Linked DNA regions of Sus scrofa: all the other regions are linked to region 1. The links are chromatin contacts, called in public HiChIP or PLAC-seq and promoter capture Hi-C maps. All regions are on one chromosome and are shown on one strand. Each heading gives the region's core, a stretch centred on a gene start, on an enhancer-like site or on the middle of the called end of the contact. The rest is flanking DNA. Distances are from core to core; before and after follow the strand shown. Region 1 holds the start of NPBWR1 (neuropeptides B/W receptor type 1). Region 2 holds the start of MRPL15 (mitochondrial ribosomal protein L15). Region 3 holds the start of TCEA1 (transcription elongation factor A1). Region 4 holds the start of ATP6V1H (ATPase H+ transporting V1 subunit H).

Region 1 (3,050 bases), core at 219-2,718:
CATGTCCCTCTAAGCACTGCTTTCACTGCATACTACAGATTTTGATAAGCTGTATTTTCATTTTCATTTAGCTTAAAATATTTCAAAATTTATCTTGAGACTTCTTCTTTGCCCCATGTGTTACTTAATCTCCAAATATTTGGGGGTTTTCCAGAAATTTGTTATTAATTTCTAGTATAGTCCCGTTGTGGTCTAAGAGAAGATTTTATATTTCTGTTTTTGTTTTGTTTTTCTGTTTCTAACTTGTTAAGGTATGTCTTATGGCTTCAAATGTTTTCTATTTGGGGGACTATACCATGTGACTTGAGAAGAATGTCTATTCTCTTATTGTTGGATGTAGGTGCTAATTAGGTGTAGGTGATCAGTGGGGCTGTTTGGTTCAACTATGTCCTTCCTGATCTTTGGCCTGATGGTTCATCTGTCAATTACTGACAGAGGGGTATTGAAGTCTCCAACTACAATGGTGGGTTAGTCTATTTCTCATTGTGTTTCTATCAGTCTTTTTTTCACTCATGAAACTGCAAGGAAGCCAAAATTATGTAGGTGCTGGTAAAAAGAGAATTGAGGGGGTACAGAAAAGCATTTTAACTCTGGCCCCTTAGCAGTTTCCTCCACTGGCTACCTCAAGTCTCTTTCTCAGTATCACAGGCCCACTCCCCCAGGAACGCTTCATAAAGGACCAAAGATGCACTTTACTGCGGTTTTTGCCAGCTCTTGTGAAAGAGAAATGTATTGTAAGGAGGCAGGATGGAATCCCATGCTTAATTCGCTGGCTCTCCCAAAGGAAGGTGGAGGAAGGAGAAGGGAATCAGAGGGAACTAATATTGAGTTTATTTCACTTGGTCCTCAAAGATGAGGTGGCCAAGCGAGATCCCTTAACAGAGAAAGTCTTGGAGAGGCCCGGCCTCCTCCACCAGCCTTGGCAACACCGGGTAGTTTTCTTTAGGGGAGAATCAGAGGCGGTTTGTCTTTGTTAACGTCATGGCATATATATTTTTAAAATGCCTAAAGTATCTCAGATGGTTGGCCGTTATGTGTGCCTAACAATCTTGCAAACTTGTGACCACCAGAGCAACAGAAAAAGGGGGATCTGCATTTTAAAATTGTGTGCCAAAAGCATATGAATGTAACTTAAATTTTTAAATTACATGAACCCACTGGGGATAATGGTGTTAAAACTGGAATGGAAGCCTCAATGGCATTAGTCGCCTTTAAAAATAGACCAGTAACACCCACATTTTGCTTTTCTTTCTTTAATTCTTAACAGGAGAGCTTTTCATTAATTCAAACGGAGTGAGGTCACCCTACTGGAATGAAAAAAGTTATTCCTTCATCAGCTAATGCAGTTCTCGGTTCCCGGCTGCTGTGCGTGGGGTGGGCGGTGGGGGCGGCAGCCCGGCCCGCGGAGCACGGTTGCGGCTGCGCCAGCACGGAGCTTCCAGGCGCGCGGGCAGGACCCGGGGAGGCGCTAGCTGCCGCCTGGGAGAGCACCCACGGAGCCGACAGGCAGCCGGCTGGCGCCGCAGGCTCCCCCGCAGCAGCCCCCTCTCCCGACCGCTCTTGAAGAGACAGACTCGGTCCCTGGACCCGCCAGGTGAGGCAGAGCTTGCTGTAGGGCTCGCTGTTACCAGGGGGGCACAGGACCTACCGGGCCAAGGCGGGACTCGCTGGGATGACCCGCGCCTCCCGGGGACGCGGTGGGGGCTAAAGCAGGAGAAGTGGGCTTGTATTTTTCCTGTAAAGGTGAGGAGTCTTCTCTCTAGCACTTGGTTTGATGTACCCAACAGGTCCAAATACGCTTCCAACAGGTTGTAGAGAGCAGTCACGTGGGGCAGGTTGGGAGCGGCGCCCGCCCTCCCCGCCTCCCTCCGCTCGGAAGCGCACTTCTCCCAGAGTTACACGTCGACGAGCCTAACCTGAGCTTTCCATTCCGCTCTGCAGCGCCGGCGTCCGGGAAGGCCGGAGACGGGCTCGGAGCCTGGCAGCGAGCGCCCCGGCGCGGGTCCGGTGCCCGGGAGCGCAGAACCCGGCAGGGTGGCGGCCGGAGAGACCGATCGCCCGCTCCCCGCCCTCGCCGGGATGCACAACGCGTCGTCCTGGGGGCCGGGGCGCTTGAACACATCGTGCCCCGGGCTCGAGCTTCGCTGCCCCAACGAGTCCGTGCCGCCGCCGCCGCCGCTGCCGCCGCCGCTCGCCGTGGCAGTGCCGGTCGTGTACGGGGTGATTTGCGCCGTGGGACTGGCGGGCAACTCGGCGGTGCTGTACGTGCTGCTGCGGGCGCCCCGCATGAAGACGGTCACCAACCTGTTTATCCTCAACCTGGCCGTGGCCGACGAGCTCTTCACGCTCGTGCTGCCCATCAACATAGCCGACTTCCTGCTGCGGCGGTGGCCCTTCGGGGAGCTCATGTGCAAGCTCATCGTCGCCATTGACCAGTACAACACCTTCTCCAGCCTCTACTTCCTCACGGTCATGAGCGCCGACCGCTACCTGGTAGTGCTGGCCACCGCAGAGTCGCGCCGGGTGGCGGGCCGCACGTACGGCGCGGCGCGCGCAGTGAGCCTGGCGGTGTGGGGGTTCGTGACACTGGTGGTGCTGCCCTTTGCCGTCTTCGCGCGCCTCGACGACGAGCAGGGACGGCGCCAGTGCGTGCTGGTCTTCCCTCAGCCCGAGGCCTTCTGGTGGCGCGCGAGTCGCCTCTACACGCTGGTGCTTGGCTTCGCCATCCCGGTGTCCACGATCTGCGTCCTCTACACCACGCTGCTGTGCCGGCTGCGCGCCATCCGCCTTGACAGCCACGCCAAGGTCCTGGACCGCGCCAAGAAGCGGGTGACGATCCTGGTGGCGGCGATCCTGGCCGCGTGCCTCCTCTGCTGGACGCCCTACCACTTGAGCACCGTGGTGGTGCTCACCACCGACCTCCCGCAGACGCCGCTCGTCATCGCCGTCTCCTACTTCATCACCAGCCTGAGCTACGCCAACAGCTGCCTCAACCCCTTCCTCTACGCCTTCCTGGACGACAGCTTCCGCAGGAGCCTCCGCCAGCTCAT
Region 2 (3,050 bases), core at 172-2,671, 460 kb after region 1:
TAAAAATAGATGTAGTGGAGTTCCTGTTGTGGCAATGAATCCAACTAATATCCATGAGGACGCAGTTCGATCCCTGGCCTCACTCAGTGGGTTAAGGATCTGGTGTTGCTGTGAGCTGTAGTGCAGGTTGCAGACTCAGCTTGGATCTGGTGTTGCTGTGGCTGTGGTATAGGCTGGCAGCTATAACTCCAATTTGACCCCTAGCCTGAGAACTTCCATATGCCATAGATGCGGCCTTAAAAAAAAAAAAGGAAGTAGCTGTGCTCCACAAAGTTATTTCTTACTTACACTAACAGGAACAGCAGGAACAACACCCCAGACAGTGAAACAAAAAAAAAAAAAAAAAAAAAAAAAAAAATTAGAAGAAAAAGAAAGAAGCATGGTCTATATTACACTCACTTAAGACAAAAATAGGGAAGCTCATATTTTATTCAGTGAAAATGTTACGTATTTTGTGCTGCAGATATTCAGCTTCATGTTATAAAAAAATATTACTTATGTAATAGGAGCCAAAGTACAAATCTTGTCTCTGCGGCTTGCTGAGATCTTAGTCCAACTACCAACCCTGCCAAGTCTGTCAAAGGTGATAAAACATCTACCCCACGAGGAGTTGTTTAGTTGAACAAAATGAGGCTGAATCAGCACGTGACTGACATACCAAGCACTCAGCCTGGCTCCTTCATTATTAACAGCTTTTGAGTTAGTATCTCAGTGACTCAGTCAAAGCATAACAGAGGCACTCAGACTGGATGCAGGGTTTTGAGTCTTTTTCACAGTTGCTACTAGCCAGCCATTGCAATACCTAGACCTCAGGTATTCTTATCTCACTGGTGCCAACTAAAAATTGGCACTAGCCATCTGTCTCTCCTAGGATTGTTAGTAGCCACTGCAGCTGCTGAGCTTCAACACATACTGAAAGCATGGAGATCAGAAATGTGCTCTGGGAAAAACTGGCAGAACAACTTTCACATAGATATTTTCGGGGGATTTTATGAACCCAAATTTTTACATCTCCTGTCTAGAAAAGCCGTAAAGTCATTAACCATGGTATTTGTTCCTGATGACTAGCAGGAAACGTCTGCCAAAACGTGTGCTTGATTGCACGTACCCCCTTCACTAAAATCGTATACACTGACCTTCCCCCTACCTCTTCAAAGCAGTTCCTCAGAGGTCCCTGAAACGCTGTTTCCCAGACTTTATAGTCATTTTGCCCCAAATAAAACTTAACTTCCAACCTTTACATTGCACAACTTTTTTTCAGGCCATAGTGTATACAACTGGCCCAGCGCAAGCTAGTGCTTCAGCGTCCAGGTGATCTTATTCTGCACTCCACCTGGAGCTCAGAGACAGCCCTGCTTCTAAGGACCAGACGTTGTGACAGCACAGGCCAGGGACTCCTACACACAGCGTTTTCAGTGCCTGCCTGGTGCAGCGCAAGAGAACGCTGCACATTCAGAGCCGGGGTCGGGGCACGACCTCTCGAAATAGCCCAGCCCCAACCAACTGAAAACAAAGCCGGATCACGCCGCTACGAGGTAGACATGGGGAGACACGTGCTGCCTCCAACGCGGAGCCGGCTCCCGGTGTGCCCCGCGGCAAGCGGCGCAGCGGACTGACAGCACGACAGGGGCGGTGCCGCGGCCGTAAAGCAGCGTCCCAGATCACGTGGATCGGCGCCCTTGCGGCTTTTGCGGCACGGGTTATGGGCGGCCCCGTGCAGGGCGGTGGGCCCCGGGCCCTGGACCTGCTGCGAGCCCTTCCCCGTGTGAGTCTGGCCAACCTGAAGCCGAACCCGGGCTCCAGGAAACCGGTAAGGCTGCGGATGTCGGCGCGGTGGCGGGGTCCTGAGGGTTGTGAGTCCATAGGCTCTGGGAGGAGGGAGGGGCTGCCGGGCCCCAGGTCTCCTTGAGTGACGTGGGAAAACCTGACCACGTGGTTTCAGTTCTCTGCAAGGTTCGGGTTTAAGAGCATAATTATTTTACTATCGAGGAGCGAAATCGCAGGAGTTAAAAACGACTGTCTCGTTAAGACGGGTTTTAATGAAGTTTTTTCCATTGTGTCTTTATCTTTATAGGAAAGATACTATGTTCGATGTTTCTTCTGTAAATCTCTGAGCTGTTAGTGGACGTACTGTCACTTTAAGAACTCCTTGATTTCGTGAAGTGACAGGAAATTAAGTTAAATAAAATACTATATATGGGCAACAGTGGCATATTTACAATTAATTTCAAAATAAATGCACTTGAATATTACATAAATTTTGCTAGTCGTGGATGTTTAATTCTAGAATTTTCTTCAATTCCCGCCTGTCATAGAATCCTTTTTCTCATCTCATTCTTGGAACTTTGCCTTTGAAACACAACTTGGTTGCAAGAATCAGCTACGTCTTCAGAGGCAAAGCTGTTAGTGTTGAGTATTTGGATTTCAGGGCAGCCAGGATGGTGTCTGGAACCTTGTAAATTTGGCTATTGCTAGCTGGTTGGATGAATGAAGGGCATAACCAAAAGATACAGCACAAAGGTGAAATATGATTTAAACAGATGCGTGTGTGGATCATAAAACATTCCTCTTTCCTTGTAGGAAAGACGACCAAGAGGTCGGAGAAGAGGCAGAAAATGTGGCAGAGGCCACAAGGGAGAACGGCAGAGAGGAACCCGGCCCCGATTGGGCTTTGAGGGAGGCCAGACTCCATTCTACCTTCGAATCCCAAAATATGGCTTTAATGAAGGACATAGGTAACTTTGCTTTGCTTCTCAACCTGAAAATCTCTAATTCTTACTGAGAATCACCTAAAAATAGCTTGGTAGAAATTTAAATCCACTTGAAGCAAACTTGCTCCTGTTGCTGTGACCCACTTTTGGTAATGAAACTTAGCCTGATTTAGTAGGGAAAAAAAAGCCAGACTTTGCACTCAGACCTGCCAAATGGAGATACTTACAGAGCCTGCTCTTGAGGTTGTTTAGCACAACAATATATATAAAAATCTGGTCCTCTATCATCACCCAATACATGATAACTACCATTACTTTGAGTTCTTTTTTTTTTTTTTT
Region 3 (3,050 bases), core at 259-2,758, 430 kb after region 1:
TGTTTTTCATTTTTTTGTTTTTTTTAAAGAATTCAGTGCTTAACACTACTTCCTGCTCTGGCGTGCTGTCCAGCAGCAAACCTGGGTCCTGGTTTAATCCACGTTGCACACACTCAATTTAAATACACCAACTACTGGCTCTCTGACTCAGTTTTTTATTCTGTAAAATACACGGAGCACAGCTGTGTCTTGAGTCTCAAAAGAATCTTGCACAGATGCTTTGTATCTCTAAAGCGGTGTACAAATCAGTGCATCCCCTTTGACCTTCGCTTTGGTCTGACACAGAATTTTACAAGTTTAGCTGAAAACAGATGACTATGAAGTAAGGGACTAAAAGTAGCACACAGGTGGACGGAAATGCAGAAACTGCCACACTTCATACAAACCACAAGAGAACATGAACACGTTATCAATAACAGATAACTCCGCTGGTATTAACCGTAAACCACCTAGTACCAGCAACGGACATTTGCCAATTCCAGCCGGCAGCACACCGTAGTCAGTGAACGTGCCTTAAATGAGCTCTTCCGCACGGTATGCCCAACAAGATCCACTTTTTTTAAATGTTTAGCAACTTGTCAAGTACACTGGCATATGTTTTTAATTGCTAAACAAACGCGTAGGGTGGGTGAGATAATCAAGGGGCAGTTTAGCCTTCTTCAGAAATAGGATCCAAGAATTTCACATAGAAGTTTTATCAGCTTGATGTCTAAAAGAGACCTCAGACCTCTATGTTGATGCTCTTTCTCGCTATTAGCTTGCAAACAGTGGGGACTTTCTGTGCTCTTAAGCTAAATCAGCGAGGCTTTACCACCACCGAGTTTAAAATAAGGGAGGACGCCTGGATTAAGTTTGCTACGCTGCACAAACACCAGGGAACTAGGGCAACCAGAAGGAGTCCCCACGCCTGCTGCCGCGGGACAGGACCCCCCCTCCCGCGACCCCGTCCCAAGGACGCGGGTCAGGACCGCTCTCCCAAGACCCCCTCCCCAAGACGCCCCCATAACCTCCCCCTGGGGGCCCCTTTTCAGGGAGAGGAAACAGGACGCCCTCCCCCCAGGATCCCTCCCACGACTCCTTCCCAAGACGCGGGACAGGACGCCCCCTAAAAGACTCCCGCCCGGGACCCCTCCCCAGGACGCGGGGCCAGACGCCCCCCGGATTCCCTCCCCAGAGCGCGGGCCTTGCCCCGTCGCGCGGGTAGGGCGGCGGGCGGGTAGACAGGCGGCAAGGGCCAAGAGCCCCCTCAGGCCGACGGGCCCCCGCGTCCGGCTCCCGCCCGCCGCCCGGCCTCCCTCCGGCCCACGCCGCCCGCCGCGCTCACCGCGTTCTTCTTCTGCACCATCTTGTCCATCTTCTTGGCAATTCGGACCACCTCGTCGTCCATGGCTCCGGCAGACCTTCCCCGCGCCAGTCGCGCGGGACGGGAAGTGCGCGAAGCTGACAGGGGCTGCGCGCGAGCCCGGGCGTCGGCGAGGCCGCTCGGCAGGCCAGGCCCAGGCGCTTCCTCACGGACCCAGGCCACCGCGGCGGCGGCGGCGGCTCGCTCCTCCCCCGCAGGCACCGCCAATCGAGCTCCGCGCGCGCCAAGCAGGCACCGCCAATCGAGAGCGGATGGGAGGGGAGCGCGAGCCACGGCGCAGCCAGCTGGCTGCGGTGAAAGTTGGGCGGGCGGCACCACTGAACTTTGCGCGCGCTCGCGCCGGCCCCGCCCCCGTCCCTGTCCCAGGTTCCCCGGTTCCCCGGCCCCGGTCCACTGTCCTTGGTTCCCGGCCCCAACTCCCAGCAGAGACCCATGCGGCGCGCAGCTCGGGCGGCTTTGGAGGACCGCGCGTGGGTCAGGAGGCCCCAGCTTTTTCCCACCTGGGCGCTGCCTGGAAGTCAGACCCCATCTCCTAAGAGGCCCCTTATCGTAGGGATCTGATGGTTGTAAGCATTTCCTTTTTAAAGTCAAGTCCTTTGTAAGCGCCTTAAGAACGGAGACCCAGGACTTCTCTGGGGGCGCGGCAAGTCGAGGACCCTGCGTGTCACCTCTGTGGCGCGAGTTCCATCCTTGGCACGGGAAATTCCGCGTGCGCAGATGCCGCCAAAAAAAAAAAAAAGAAGAAGAAAAAGAAAAAAGACACAATCTCGTTTTCCGACTCGGAACTTTGAACGGAATGCCTTGAATACAGCTGAATAGTGGTTGACAAAAACGTTCTCATCTAAGAAATTAAGGTGTCTCACCTGCTCTGAAGATCAGTGAGGAAGGTGGACACAAAAGCAAGGTAGAAAATGGAAATTATCAGTACTGAAGAGTGGGCTCCTTCAATAGGTCTTTGCCCAGTCAGCGCCCTTTGCTGCTTCGATGGAACTTCCGTATGCCCCCAGGTGCCACTGGGGGAAGAAAAGAAAATTCCCTAATAATTGTTTTTCTACACCAAGATGTAAGATTTTGTTCTAGCTCAGTTATTTGGGGGAAAGGGTAATTTAAGCCGTGTCTCTATTTCATTTGTTTTAAATTATCTTTTTATTGATTCCCAACATAAGTTATAGTGAGACCTATTATATGATTGCACATCTACTGGTTCTCAGGTATTTCTCAGATTTGGTTTGTCAATTTTTATAAACATTCTCTGGGCCCCCAATTGTGTAGTGGCAAATGTGAAGTTCTGTACAGGCCTGTTAGCCTGAAATTAATTTTATTTATTGCTCAAATACTTATATCCCAGTTTCTTGTCTGCTTGAGGAATCAATTAGTGAGTATGTACATAGCTCCACTTGTGATTGTAGATGTGTGTGCATTTACGTTAATAATTGTCATTTTTATTATCAGTTTAATATTCTTTCATTGTGGTAAAATGCATATAACATTGTCAAATGACAAAACGAAAACAATTTGAGGAGTTCCTTTGTGGTACAGGGGGTTAAGGACATGGCATCATTGCTGTGGTTCCGGTCATGGGTTCAGTCCCTGGCCTAGGAATTTCCACATGCCTCAGAGCATGGCTAAAAAGAAAAAGAGGAGTTCCTATTGTGGTGCAGCAGAAATGAATCTGACTAGGAACCAT
Region 4 (3,050 bases), core at 193-2,692, 330 kb after region 1:
AATATTAAATACCCTAAATATTAAATACTAATAGCATCAGATCTCAAATCTTGCCCACTTATGTATGCCCTGCTCCATAAAGTGTTCTCTATAAGTTTTCACTTTTCCAGGAAAGGGTTTTTAATTATTGGCACTAATACTGCAGCAAGATTTTTAAAGTAACTAATTAAGGTGTCGACACCACAAATCATGCTTAAATAGAAGAGGCATACAAAATAGGAAAAATATTTTAGATATATACAATTGAGATCAACTTTCCTCTTCTGACAGAGAAAAAATAAGAACCTGTACAGCACAGCTAGGACCAATTATTTTATCTACATTTGCCAAGCAGTGTTTTAAAGTGACATATGAAAAACCTACACGTCCTTTCTAACATTATTCATTCAAATTAAAATATTCCAAGTGGAAATGTAATATCTTACAGGACGGAGCTTTCTTTTTTCAATCAAAATTCATGGTGTTTTCAAAATTAATTACTGAGAGAATGTTTTGGAACAAACAGAGATTATAATTTAGACTCAGCCAACAATGAGAGTCTGGTCGGATGATAATGAACCTATCGTGATAGACTTTAAGTAATTCTCACTCCTAAACTTAAAGACAAAAGCTTAAGCCTGGTTTCATCACGACAAAAAATACAGGATACGGTTTACAAACTACAATAAGGTCATAGTTATGACCACAAAGAAGCTAAAACCACATCTCTGATTCTATTCCAGGATACCAATGACCTTAGTCTGTTTGGAACGTAATCGCCACATCTGAGGATTTGTTGTCTAATCAAACAAGGGCAATGCGGACTGGCTGGGCCCAGGTAGCAACAGACTCCGACCGGGCCAAGCTGGAACCTGGAATCAAGCGGACAGCCCCAGCGGCCCCTCCTGCAGCAGCTGAAAGGACCTCGGGTCGTCACCTAGGTCCCTGAACAACTCGAGCCCCAACGGCCAGGGCCGTGGCGCAGTCCTGGAAAAGCACACTTTTTACGCGTCCACCCTCCCTCCCCTGCCCTTCCCTGCGGGGAAGGCACGGCAGTTTCGCAAACCCCTCTGCGGCCCGGAAGGAAAGAAATCTGGGGACCCGGGGCCGGAGTGGGGTCAGGAGGACCCTGGACGGCGAGAATCAAGCACGCGCCAGGGAAGCGGAGAAACCGCGGGGTCGCCTGGCTGGGGCCGGGGCCGGGGCCGGGGTCCGGGCAGGGGCCCGGGCAGGAACGACCCAAGTGCGGCCTCACCCCGCGAACCCGCCGGGCCCTCCTCCAACGCACCCAAGGCGGCGGGGAGATACGGCAGTCCGGACAGCGGGGCCCCGCCGCGCTGGAGCGCCGAGGCAGAGCTGAGTCGGGTCTCCTGCCCGGTTGGGAGGCCGGGGCGGCGGCGAGGACGCGGCGCCAGAGAGCGAGCCTGTTTCGGAACGGAGGAGATGTCGAGGGCGGCTCACGCAGGAGAAAGCCGGAGCGGCCGCTGTGGAATGACAGGAGCGCCGGTCACGTGAGCCAAGACACGTGACCGCCCGGAAGGCGGAAGCCGGGAGGGGCCAAAACAGTCCGCGGAGCGCCCTGCGCCTGCGCTCACGACGGTGGGTCCGCAATGAGCAGGGGGCACGGCGGCCGCTGCTGGAGACTCTCAGCCGCGCTCCCGGTCTCCAGCTCCTTCACCTCAATCACATGGGCAACCTTAGTCCGTTTGCACCCTGTCAGTTACGATATTCACAGGACATGGGCCTCTTGGAGGGACTAATATTCTGCACATCACATATAGAGAGATAAAGACACCCCACTAATTTAAGGTGAGTGGTGGAGTAGAAATACAAAGAGGTCCTAATAATATCTCATGTTCCTGTTCTAAAGTAAAAATTTTGCAAGAACTCCCCCTAATATTGCACATGTTAACCTTTTAAAATCTGAGTCATGGATGCATAGATGTTCCTTATATTCTGTCTCTCCAGGGTCTTAAATATGTGTCTGTAGCCATCAGCAGTCCATCAAGGGGTGTGAGTTCGGAGAAGCAGAAACAGGCTAAACAATGAGAAAAGCAGCGAAACCCATCCAGGAACCTGACATCATAGCCACGGAGTTTCACAGGGAGGCAAAAGAAATTTCACCCTGGTGGTGACAGAGACAGACACTCCTACCAATTTCTGGTCTGTCTCTCGTGTTTGAGAATTGTTAGTAACACGAGAGAAAGTGGGGATTGTTAGCAACTAAGGAGACTGTTAGTGGCTCTGATGGCTGGGTAGCCCTTGGAACCTAGAGTCAGTTCCTGCAAATGCACTTGCACTCCAGAGGATGAAATTAAGGAGTTCCCTTGTGGCACAGTGGGTTAGAGATCCTGCATTGTCACTGCTCCGGTCACTGCTGTGACTTGGGCTCAATCCCTGGCCTGGGAACTTCTATATGCCATGAAAAAGGCCAAAAAAATAAATGAAGGTGGAGTTCCTGTTGTGGCTCAGTAGGTTAAAGAACCCCACATAGTGTCTTTGAGGATGCAGATTCAATCCCTGGCCTCGATTCTGTGTTGCCGAAAGCTGTGGCATAGATCACAGATGAGGCTTGATCTGGCGTTGCTGCCGCTGTGGCGTAGGCAGGCATCTCAGATTCGTCTCCTATGCCAGGAACTTCCGTATGCTGCAGGTGTGGCTGTAAAAAGAGAAAGAAAAAGAAGAGACCCCAGGGACAGCACTCTCCCTGGACACGCACAGGCCACACAAGGACACAGCAGGAAGGCAGGTGTGCAAGCCAGGAAGAGGGCTCTCCTCAGGGCCCCACCATGCAGCACTCAGATTTCTAGACACCAGAACTGTGAGAAAATAAATTTCTTGTTCAGCAACCCAATCCACGGTATTTTGTTCTGGCAGCCGGAGCAGATGAGTACACAGTGCAAATGAAGCCGCTCAGTCACAGCACCAGCACAAAGTATGAGCAAACATCACTGACAACAGAGAGAGACTCGAGCCCCTGTGGGCAGGTGCAAAATGCAGGGCACGTTTATTGAGTGTCCCAGGATTGCCAGGCACCCCACTTGTTTCATGGTTTCTTTGGACTTGCTCAG

What was found. Promoter capture Hi-C pulls out the DNA fragments that hold promoters and counts their contacts. HiChIP or PLAC-seq counts read pairs in DNA pulled down with a chosen protein or histone mark.
Region 2: a contact with region 1 is called in an H3K27ac HiChIP or PLAC-seq map of alveolar macrophages. The contact joins the promoter of MRPL15 here to the promoter of NPBWR1 in region 1. A contact is called at or near these places in 6 of 47 Hi-C or Micro-C datasets (epiblast stem cells, liver, mesenchymal stem cells and 3 more) and 1 of 2 datasets of contacts at active chromatin or transcription factors (alveolar macrophages).
Region 3: a contact with region 1 is called in an H3K27ac HiChIP or PLAC-seq map of alveolar macrophages. The contact joins the promoter of TCEA1 here to the promoter of NPBWR1 in region 1. A contact is called at or near these places in 1 of 5 promoter capture datasets (fetal liver) and 1 of 2 datasets of contacts at active chromatin or transcription factors (alveolar macrophages).
Region 4: a contact with region 1 is called in a promoter capture Hi-C map of fetal skeletal muscle, with 6 times the contacts expected there. The contact joins the promoter of ATP6V1H here to the promoter of NPBWR1 in region 1. A contact is called at or near these places in 2 of 5 promoter capture datasets (fetal skeletal muscle and liver) and 9 of 47 Hi-C or Micro-C datasets (alveolar macrophages, embryonic fibroblasts, epiblast stem cells and 6 more).

The regions. Positions count from the first base shown.
Region 1 is chr4:77,539,109-77,542,158 of Sscrofa11.1, reverse strand. NPBWR1 (neuropeptides B/W receptor type 1) reads left to right here and starts at 1,468. Exons shown (of 1, transcript XM_003355060.4): 1 at 1,468-3,050. The coding sequence starts at 2,080.
Region 2 is chr4:77,074,193-77,077,242 of Sscrofa11.1, reverse strand. MRPL15 (mitochondrial ribosomal protein L15) reads left to right here and starts at 1,421. Exons shown (of 5, transcript NM_001243528.1): 1 at 1,421-1,810; 2 at 2,581-2,735. The coding sequence starts at 1,703.
Region 3 is chr4:77,108,078-77,111,127 of Sscrofa11.1, reverse strand. TCEA1 (transcription elongation factor A1) reads right to left here and starts at 1,508. Exons shown (of 10, transcript NM_001243680.1): 1 at 1,325-1,508. The coding sequence starts at 1,387.
Region 4 is chr4:77,209,957-77,213,006 of Sscrofa11.1, reverse strand. ATP6V1H (ATPase H+ transporting V1 subunit H) reads right to left here and starts at 1,442. Exons shown (of 14, transcript NM_214240.1): 1 at 1,268-1,442.